Regions from separate parts of the Cyprinus carpio genome. Here region 1 is linked to region 2. The links are chromatin contacts, called in public Hi-C maps. All regions are on one chromosome and are shown on one strand. Each heading gives the region's core, a stretch centred on a gene start, on an enhancer-like site or on the middle of the called end of the contact. The rest is flanking DNA. Distances are from core to core; before and after follow the strand shown. Region 1 has its middle 50 kb from the start of LOC109051405. Region 2 overlaps LOC122145324 (a long non-coding RNA gene).

The links. A called contact is a pair of places that touch in the nucleus more often than the background predicts.
Region 1: a contact with region 2 is called in a Hi-C map of skeletal muscle, with 1.7 times the contacts expected there. The contact joins two enhancer-like sites. A contact is called at or near these places in 2 of 8 Hi-C or Micro-C datasets (both in skeletal muscle).

The regions. Positions count from the first base shown.
Region 1 is chrA6:20,724,187-20,728,452 of ASM1834038v1, forward strand. No RefSeq gene overlaps it. Among protein-coding and RNA genes, the nearest start is that of LOC109051405, 50 kb to the left of the region's middle. Within about 2 kb of position 1,900, at least 3 of the 8 cell types and tissues checked have an H3K27ac peak or open chromatin away from gene starts, as enhancers often do. A contact at or near this core is called in skeletal muscle, where this site is marked.
Region 2 is chrA6:20,683,798-20,688,652 of ASM1834038v1, forward strand. All of the region lies in intron 1 of LOC122145324 (a long non-coding RNA gene), which reads left to right. Among protein-coding and RNA genes, the nearest start is that of LOC109051405, 10 kb to the left of the region's middle. Within about 2 kb of position 2,249, at least 1 of the 8 cell types and tissues checked has an H3K27ac peak or open chromatin away from gene starts, as enhancers often do. A contact at or near this core is called in skeletal muscle, where this site is marked.

The DNA.
Region 1 (4,266 bases), core at 650-3,149, 40 kb after region 2:
TGACGTGACAATTTTATAGTGACTGTTAACAGGCAGGCAAGTTCAGCGGCCACCCCTTCATTCTTACTCTCATGAGTCCTAATAGAGCAGTGGAGACTACAGTCATTAGTGAAAGCAGATATATTTTTCAATCCATTTTAGTTATTGGTTCCTAAATCCATTACAGGTGTAGATGAAGCAGTAAGGGGTGTTTTGCCATTATCTTTCTGTATCTGAAGAAAACCACAGTTCGCTGGTTCACAATTAGTCAACGTGATGAGTTGTAAATTATGTTTAAATGTTTAAATAATACATTGGAAATAATACATTATTTTAGTTACGTCTACCTGCTATGTCTAATATATCTAAAGGACATTTGTGTATTTTTACTAATAAAGTAGTTTCTTTTTGTAATTCATTCACATTTATTTAATTGAGTAGTGTAAACTCTGTGGCTCTGTGGCATTATAAAACAATGTTTGTTTGAGGGTCCCCTACATTGGTACAGTTGTGTAGGATAAGGGCTGGACTACTGTTTTTCTGATTGTAGTGTTTTTATTGTTTGTTAAAATAGATTTTTAGTGATTTTAGACATTTTATTTAGATTTTTATTGGTTTTCTAAATAAAGCTAAATTATAAATAAATAAATTTATAAATAAATTATAAGAGGAAGAATTAACAAAAAAACTTAATAAATAAGTTGAAATACTAAAATTACTAAAACTGAAACTAACTAAAATGGCAAAAGCATAACATTACTAAAATAAATAAATAAATAATAATAATAATAATAATAAATAGTTTAATAGAATATCAATAAAACAACATTCTTTCTGACCAATGTGTTTAGGAGACCTGTTTGAAAACATTATTTTTGCAATTCTATTTGGTGCCACTGGGGGTGAAGAAATTATGCCCTTCGCCTATAAAATTGATTGATCCTGTGCTAAATGACTATTATGACTATTATCATTATTCACTGCTTTAACTCAATACATCTATTAAAGCAGTAAATCATATCTTTAAATTGTTTTCACGTCAAACCAGTTTCGTTTTGTGTAGCAATAACAGACCTAGATAACACTATTGCTCTGTTTCGTCCAGCTTGTTAGCATGTTAATCGGACTATATTTGGCCTTGCTGTTGTGCACTTGCTCCAAAAGACAGAGGAGGTGTTTGTGTTATGTATTTTATCCTTCAAATATTAGATTACACATTGTGTCACGTAAACTTGGTTTGAGCGATGGAGACTGTAGCTTGAATATGCTGTGGCTCAATTATAACTGCATGCAAATGTTAATGATGATAGTCATTCGTTCTCTTGAGGATCTATGATGTCTCTGAGCTCACAGATCGAGGAGCCTGCTGTATGCAAGGAGTGTAAATACTATAGTGACACATTTCCTAGAACTGATACATGCTTCCAGGAAAAACACTCACATGCCTTCTACTAACACTCCTTCCATTCGTGACTGCAGTGGGACATGTACAGAGACGCTGGATGAGGCATGAGCCACTACTTCATAGTGTTTGACATCTCGTTGGAATGCTAACAGTGTGCAACCTGACTCTGTCTATCCTACGTGTTACCCAAACAGCACAGGCACACCCTCCCATTCGACTCCTCACCCACCTGAAACAGCATCCATTAGGTGTGAATGTCTTCTCAGTCCCATTATTATGTTATTGGTGTTGTTGTTGGTAGTACTGCATGTTTTTCTCCTCCTTGTCTCCCTCCAGCTGTGCCAATAACTCAGTCTCCATGTCCAGTTTGGTTTTATTTTAAGGGGCTTTTTAATGCGAGGTGTGATGGGTTTGAGAACTGAGTGTTCTCTGGGCAGAGGACATCTAGCATTCTAAACAATTTGAGATATGCTGGGCTTGTATATGATCTGGTTAAACCAGGTATTAACAGCTACCCAACATGTCAAACTTGTGGTTTGAGTGATAAGATCACAAAATATGTAGTCGAAATCTGTAGTGTAATCACTAATCCGACCTAATGGTTTCTTGGGCAGCGAGGACCACCTGCCAATCAACTAAATATAAAGACTTCACAGAATATCCTCAGGATGTAGTGACACAGAGTATTAATACCAGTAATGTGTCTTGGCTGACAGCTTGTGATCATTGCTTAAGGCAGATGTTAATACCATGTGTACATGGGGTCTATGACAACAACTAGATCCAAAAATTATACTGAGATCCCTAATGAAGCCACCTTTGGTTTTAAAATACTGGATCTGCCCCCTTACACTCTCAGATTAAAGGTATAAAAACTGTAAATGAGGTAGTTCCCTTTCAAAAGGTACACATTTGTAGCTTATTTACCCCTAAAGGGTGTATATTGGTACTTTAGAGGTACATGTTAGTAACCAAAGTCTGCATATTTGTACATAAATGATACATGTATTCATATCTTTTTAAATGGTACCACCCCATTTCCAAAACTTTCACATTCATGGCTCCTCAGTGGTAGAACCATATTAATTTATACTTTTTTTGTGCATGCTCTGTTTAGAATATTAGATTCTCTTTACATGAGCGCTGTGCCAGCTAAGGTAATTTTTAAAAATTCGAATAATTTTAATAACACTGTTACATATAATATTTAGTGGAAAAGTGCCAGCAAGAATGCAAGCTATTAGCTTGTTGTCATAGTGATTCATTGGTTCCATCCATCCATCCGTCCGTCCGTCCGTCCGTCCGTCCGTCCGTCCGTCCATCCATCCATCCATCCATCCATCCATCCATCCATCCATCCATCAATGATCAATCGATATTTGCTAAATATTACATCAACAGATAGTTGATAGTTATTTGCTTAATATTACATGTAACAGTGTTATTATTAGTAAATTATTAGAATTTTACTGTCATTTACCACTCATGTAAAGATAATTTAGTATTCTAAACTGAGCAGATGAGCATGCACAAAAAAGTATAAATTATACAACAGTGCTAACAGTATTGGTGATGACCAAAATATTTTTTGTATGTATCTGTAATGGTTAATCCACCAGTATGTGTAAGCTCTTTAGTCACAATAGTGTTTCTAGTGCTAAAATATAATTATTGTTGTCATCCATGATTTTTGAATTTACTGTTTTACAAGAAAGGGAAAATTATTATTATTATTATTATTATTATTATTATTATTCAGATGCCCAAATACAGTTAATAAGTACAGTCTAATAAATGTGTGTGTGTGTGTATATATAATATTGCTTACTGTTTGTATGTGTATAAATCATTATGGATTAAAGCAAAAGCTAAAAGAATAAATGTAAATGTAGATGTGAACGCAAATGTTCTTTCACTACCCAGGAAATACATCCCACCCTTGCCACCTTCACTAAGACATATTGTACATCAGGGCAAGCACTCAGGGAGGAGAACCATAAGATGGATTGCTCATAGGCATAACAAGAGCAGAGGCGATGCCTCCAAAGGTGAGAACTGGCCTTCTTCTCTCATCCCTGATGTTCTGGGGTCATCCTCACCTTATTAGCCTGGTGAGACTTGGAAAAGGGGGTTGGTGCCACAGATTGAAGAGGATTAGGAGAGCCTGTGAAAATCACAGCTCCATGCGGAGAGACCTTCTTTGAGTAACAGGCGGGGGCAGATGGGAGGTGATCACAGGAAATCACAGGACCCCTGACACTGTTTGTGGTCCTGGAGTGTTAGTTCTCACCCATCATTGCCTTTGGTGCCACGGCCCACACTGGGGGAAGTTGTTTTTAGCACATTCATAAAAAGCGCCATTTAGCATTGTCACAACAACATTTAAAGCAGTGCTACTGAAAAGGCACACATGCACTACAAAGCCAGATGAGGGGCTTTGCACAATTGTACATATTACTCTCAGGTAACTGTGAATGATCTCTCTGGGTACAAGTTATGGTGTTGATTACTTACATGACAGGAACAATGATTAAAACTGGGACATGATAATGTGTGGCATTCATGCATTGACAACTTTGACTCTATGTTCCTTACCAAAGGTTGATGTATGGCATCATTAGGATAACCTCAAGCCCTTAAAGACACTAATCTTCTTCATCTTGTCCTTCACAGTTTTTTGTTTTGACATTTAGAAATATACGTGTGTGCACAGTGCCTGTGGTGTGTGAATTGGTGATAGTGACACTCACAGCAGCGTGCATTGTTTTAGCTGTTTATCTATTTACATATTATAAATGAAAAAAATAGAATACATATTCATACAGATTTTGAAATGGATTTCAATGTTAAATGATCAAAATTAATATAAATAATACATATAA
Region 2 (4,855 bases), core at 999-3,498:
CTTGTGTAAATCCTAGTTACGCAAAAACAGAGAAACAAATAGAGACATAATTAGCGAAGCTGCTGTTCCAACCAAGTAAAATTAATTAGTTTAACCCAAGCTAAAGAATAATAATGCACATTTGATCAGATATAACTGCAATCCAAAATTATAAGATGCATTATTTGAATGCTTGAACAAAGATATGTGTTTTTAATCTAGATTTAAACAGAGAAAGTGTGTCTGAACCCTGAACATTATCAGGTATTCCAGAGTTTGGGAGCCAAATGTGAAAAAGCTCTACCTCCTTTAGTGGACTTTGCTATCCTAGGTACCACCAAATGTCCAGAGTTTTGTGACCTTAGGGAGCGTGATGGATTGTAGCGTGGTAGAAGAGTAGTTAGATATGCAGGAGCTAAACCATTAAGGGCCTTATAGGTAAATAATAATATTTTTGTAACAAAACAGAAAAATCTGTTTTAAATTTCAGTGTGCATGTTTCTTGTATTATCCTACATTGCTGCACATATTTCTCATAAACACTCTTTTCTCAAAGCAAACTTTGCTTCACTCTCTAACCTCACTATGAAAAACTGGTGTAACTTTGTGAATGGCTGCTAATGGCCACGTGCAGGGTGTTTTTCATGTTGTTCCCAGTTGAGTGGTCTTCTGTTAAGTGCAGGAATCAGGCTATTTGTATTATTTAAACACATAATAAAATCATCAAAGCGCTGTGGCAAATTGTCATTTGGCAGTCAGGAACCTTGCCCTGGAATCCCGCGGCTTTCAATAGCCCAGCAAAGGACTTGCTAAATGACTAAAGGTACCATGTGACTTGACTTGAGATGGGGCTCAGAACAGCAGATTTAATTATCATGTTAGAATTCTGCATGAAAACAATCTATACTAGAAATTAGAACTATTCCTGTCAGATGACTTGCATCTGCGAGTAATTCTGTTTGGGACAACCGAACCCCTTCTTTGAATGTTATCAAATGTTTACAAAGTGCTTAATCTGGTAAATGGAATCAGTGAGGCCTGCAGTAATTGTGTGCCGGCGTCAGCACCCAGGATTCACCGCCTGGATCCCTTGATCTTTATGAAAGGCCCAAAAAGGCAGATCAATACATGCATTGATAAATAAATCTAGGCTTTATGGAACCGAAATGCCATTTTTTGTTTTCTATGTGTATTTATTTTCATAGTAGTTTCTTGTGTGTGCTTGTTTTTTGTAGAATCATAAATTTTCTATGTCACCCACAGATAAGTGGTCTTTTCTGCCTGCTAGGGATATATGTGAACTGATGGTTTGTGTCCCATAATAGAATTTCATTACTGTTTTGAATTCTGTTAGTTGTTCTTTTGAGCTTCTTCTATATCTCATGATTATGTATATCACTGATAGGCTATGTTATGGACCTATATGTGCAAGCTCAGTTAAAAGATGTTTAGCAGTTTTCTGTAATAAGTGCACTTTTTGGTCTCTTTAATTTTTGCTCTACAAAGCTTTCATTCTTTCCCCAGTGTTGCTCTTCTTTATCATCTTGCCTTGGGGCAACAACATAGCGCCCCCCTTCTACCACCACTTTAGTCTGTGAAAACCACATATTAAATTTGCCTGGCATAAGTCACTTCATTTAGTGCTCAGCTAAATTCCTCACTGGGCCATTCATCCATGTGCATACTATGGACACACATCTCACACAAAGAAAGCTAGTCAAGCATAACTTTGAGGAAGTTACATATATTTTGGGCTTTGTTGGCTATGTCATGCTGTTTTGTTCCAATTTAGTGACTTACAGAAAAAGTTGTTTTACTTAATTGTAGAATGGAAGCAGTTATTAGAATTATCATCTAAATGCCCTTTCCTTGATATATGTGCCGGATCTTCCTTTTTTTTTTTTCTTGGCACTTGATGCTTCATGCATCTCTGGTGATCTCTTATACTATAAGCTTTACACTGATCAATTTAATTTCAAAAGCAAAAATTATTATTTCTAAATTTTCTGAAGTGCATTTAAATATTTTCTATTAATTTATCAAAAAACTGATTTGATATGAACACAACTTAGTGACTCTGCATGCCATTGAATAATTGACCAATTTATTAGAAGAAAATGTAACACTGTGAATAAGAGAAGAAACTATTGCACACTTGTTTATTGTACACATCACAGAGTCACAAGGTCATTAGCAGAGTGTGAACAGAGAGAAACACAACAACAGAGGTGTCATTGTTTCTCAATGAACTCTATCACAATTTAGATTTGACACAGAGATGTTTCACACAGTTTGCTTGTAGCTGTATTTAGTGTTATTCATAGGTTGATCATCTACAGCATTTATCTTTCATTTAGATAAACATATTCAGTATTACAGTAGCTTCTGTTTCGAAGTAGAACGTTCCACGGCTCTGAAAAAAGGTGTAAACTTGACAATAAGGACAGTGTCAGCTTTTTAAATTGTAAAACTTGTTTAATTTTGCTTGTAAAATGCAATGAGGTGCTGTAGCTTTTTGGCACAGTCCTTTTCCTGACCCGAGACTGCAGTTGGATTACTCTCTCTGTTACACTTTGAATATATTCATTACAGAACCATCAGGTCGGTCAGCAATGTTTGTGTTCCTCCATGGAAGGCGGCCGCACCCCTTTGCTTGATATTTCCAGGCCCCTTACTCACCCTCACATGGGGCTGACATAGAGCTCTAGTTTCACATTAAAATTAGGATGAGATCAGGGGAACAAGTTGCAGAGGTCACCACCACAACGGACAAGTAATGCTTCTTGGCAGCAAATATCCAAAACACAGCATCTCAGACAACTGTAGGCATTTAAATTGGCTTATATTTGACAACTATATGCGTAATTTTAAGAGCGCTGTTTTTTTTTAAGCAGTATTCTGTTTAGTAGACTGTCACATTTGTAAAAATATTGAAGCAATAGACTAGATTTAGCCACCATGCCTCGTATGTAGTTTATTCATAAAGGGTGAATTAATTTGATGAATATTATGATACATGGACACAGATCAATGCGTTTTAGTTCACATAATCATATTTTTAAATTTTACTGAATGCCCTTTCTTTTTACATGTACAGTATACATTTTTTTACTCAAAAAAAAAAAAAAAAAAAAGAGTAGTACTGTTGAAAAGTGTGCACACTCATTCAAGTGTCTTTCTGGTGACATGCAGGACTTCCCTTACGAAAAAGAAGTTTATTCAAGTGTGCTATTAGTATACTTCTTTTAAACTAAAAAAATAGGAAAGTATGCTTTTAGTTTACTTTTTATGTACTTCTCAGAAATATACTTAAAATGACATTTAAGTATACTTGACTTATACTTACAAAAAGTCTAAATATACTTGAACTTTACTTAAGTATACTTAATAAAATAAACTTGAAGTATACTACTTTTTGGTAAGGGTTCAAACCTCATCCTTTGCAAGCTTGCCTTCATCTACCCCCATTTTTGAGTGCAACCCACACATCTCAAAATCTAATTAACAACCAATGCATAGAATTAAACCCCCCCCCCTACTTTTTACGTTTCAGTAATCCACTTGATCTAAGTCAAAATACAGAAAATATTGCTACTTCTGTTTCATTCTTACTTTTAACAAGCAATATATACTAATATTTTTGGAAACTTTTTGGAAAAAAAGTGGACTGTATATGTTCTTCTGATGCCATCAGTCTTTCAGATAAAATTTCCTGAAACTCCAAATTAATTAGTAAATGGCATTTAGAAGTTTTTGTGGTCCCATGAGCAAAGATGGCAGATTTTAAATTGTGTACTACTTTGGAGGTCTATTTCTATGCCTTGGTTTATCTCTGTTTTCTGGTGCAATGTGTTTTTTTTGGGTTTGTTTTTGTGGACACACATGGCTCAATCACACAAAGATGGCCGACCTGTGTTAAGAGTGGATCTGTTGACTGTGAGTTGTTTCCCATTCCTAGTGGGATCATTTGTTTTATCTGGTGAAGGTCTTTGTTTCCCCAGTGCTAGCAGGACCAGATTAAGAGGTGCACACTGGATGGATGACTGCCGGCTGAATGAAAGATTGGCGTAAATGTCTGCTTATTTACTCTTATCCTGTCAGAGCAATGAACCAATTGGAGGTATTATGTGTTTATGTTTTTCCTTTGTTTTTGTGTCTCAGCATTGGTCACCAGTGAAATTGATTAGTGAAATTTTAATTATATTATTTCTGAAAAAAAGTTCTTTAATTCATTTGTCAAATGCTTGGAATTTTGTCTATGTACAAAGAACAGGTTGTCAGATATCAGACTGAGGCAGAAAAATTTTCATATTTGTAGAACTTATTGATAAATGTATATTCATAATGATTATTCATAATATTGTGGGAGCTTTGGTGCAGTAATCAGAGCATTGCGCAGGTTTGAATCTGTCCCATGACATGTTTTCATTCCAGTCTCTCTTCATCTACCCATTTTCTAGTTTAACTATCCAATAAAGTGGCCCAAGAAGAAGCCAAATGTGCAATTTTAGTTCTTTGAAACTTCCTTGATCACTCCACAAACATGTGCCTGATTATCTTCCCTTTCTGGTTGTTTTTTGGGTATGTTTAAGAAAATATCAAGATAATGTTGGCCAATATTTGAAACTGAATACATAGTTTAAAAATGTATTTTATAATAATAATATTAATTCATTACATGCAAGTTTTAATTTCATGTAAATATAGCTAGCTGATATGGCTCAACTTACCCCTAACATGGGGCAAGTTGGGCCACTTGGCCATCTTTGTTTCAGAAGTGGTAATTCTATGGCCCTGAGTTACTGTTGTTTTCTGAAAAGCAGAGGTGGAGAGCAAGCGAGAGCCTGGTAGAAAACGAGAGGGGGTCGGTTGCCAC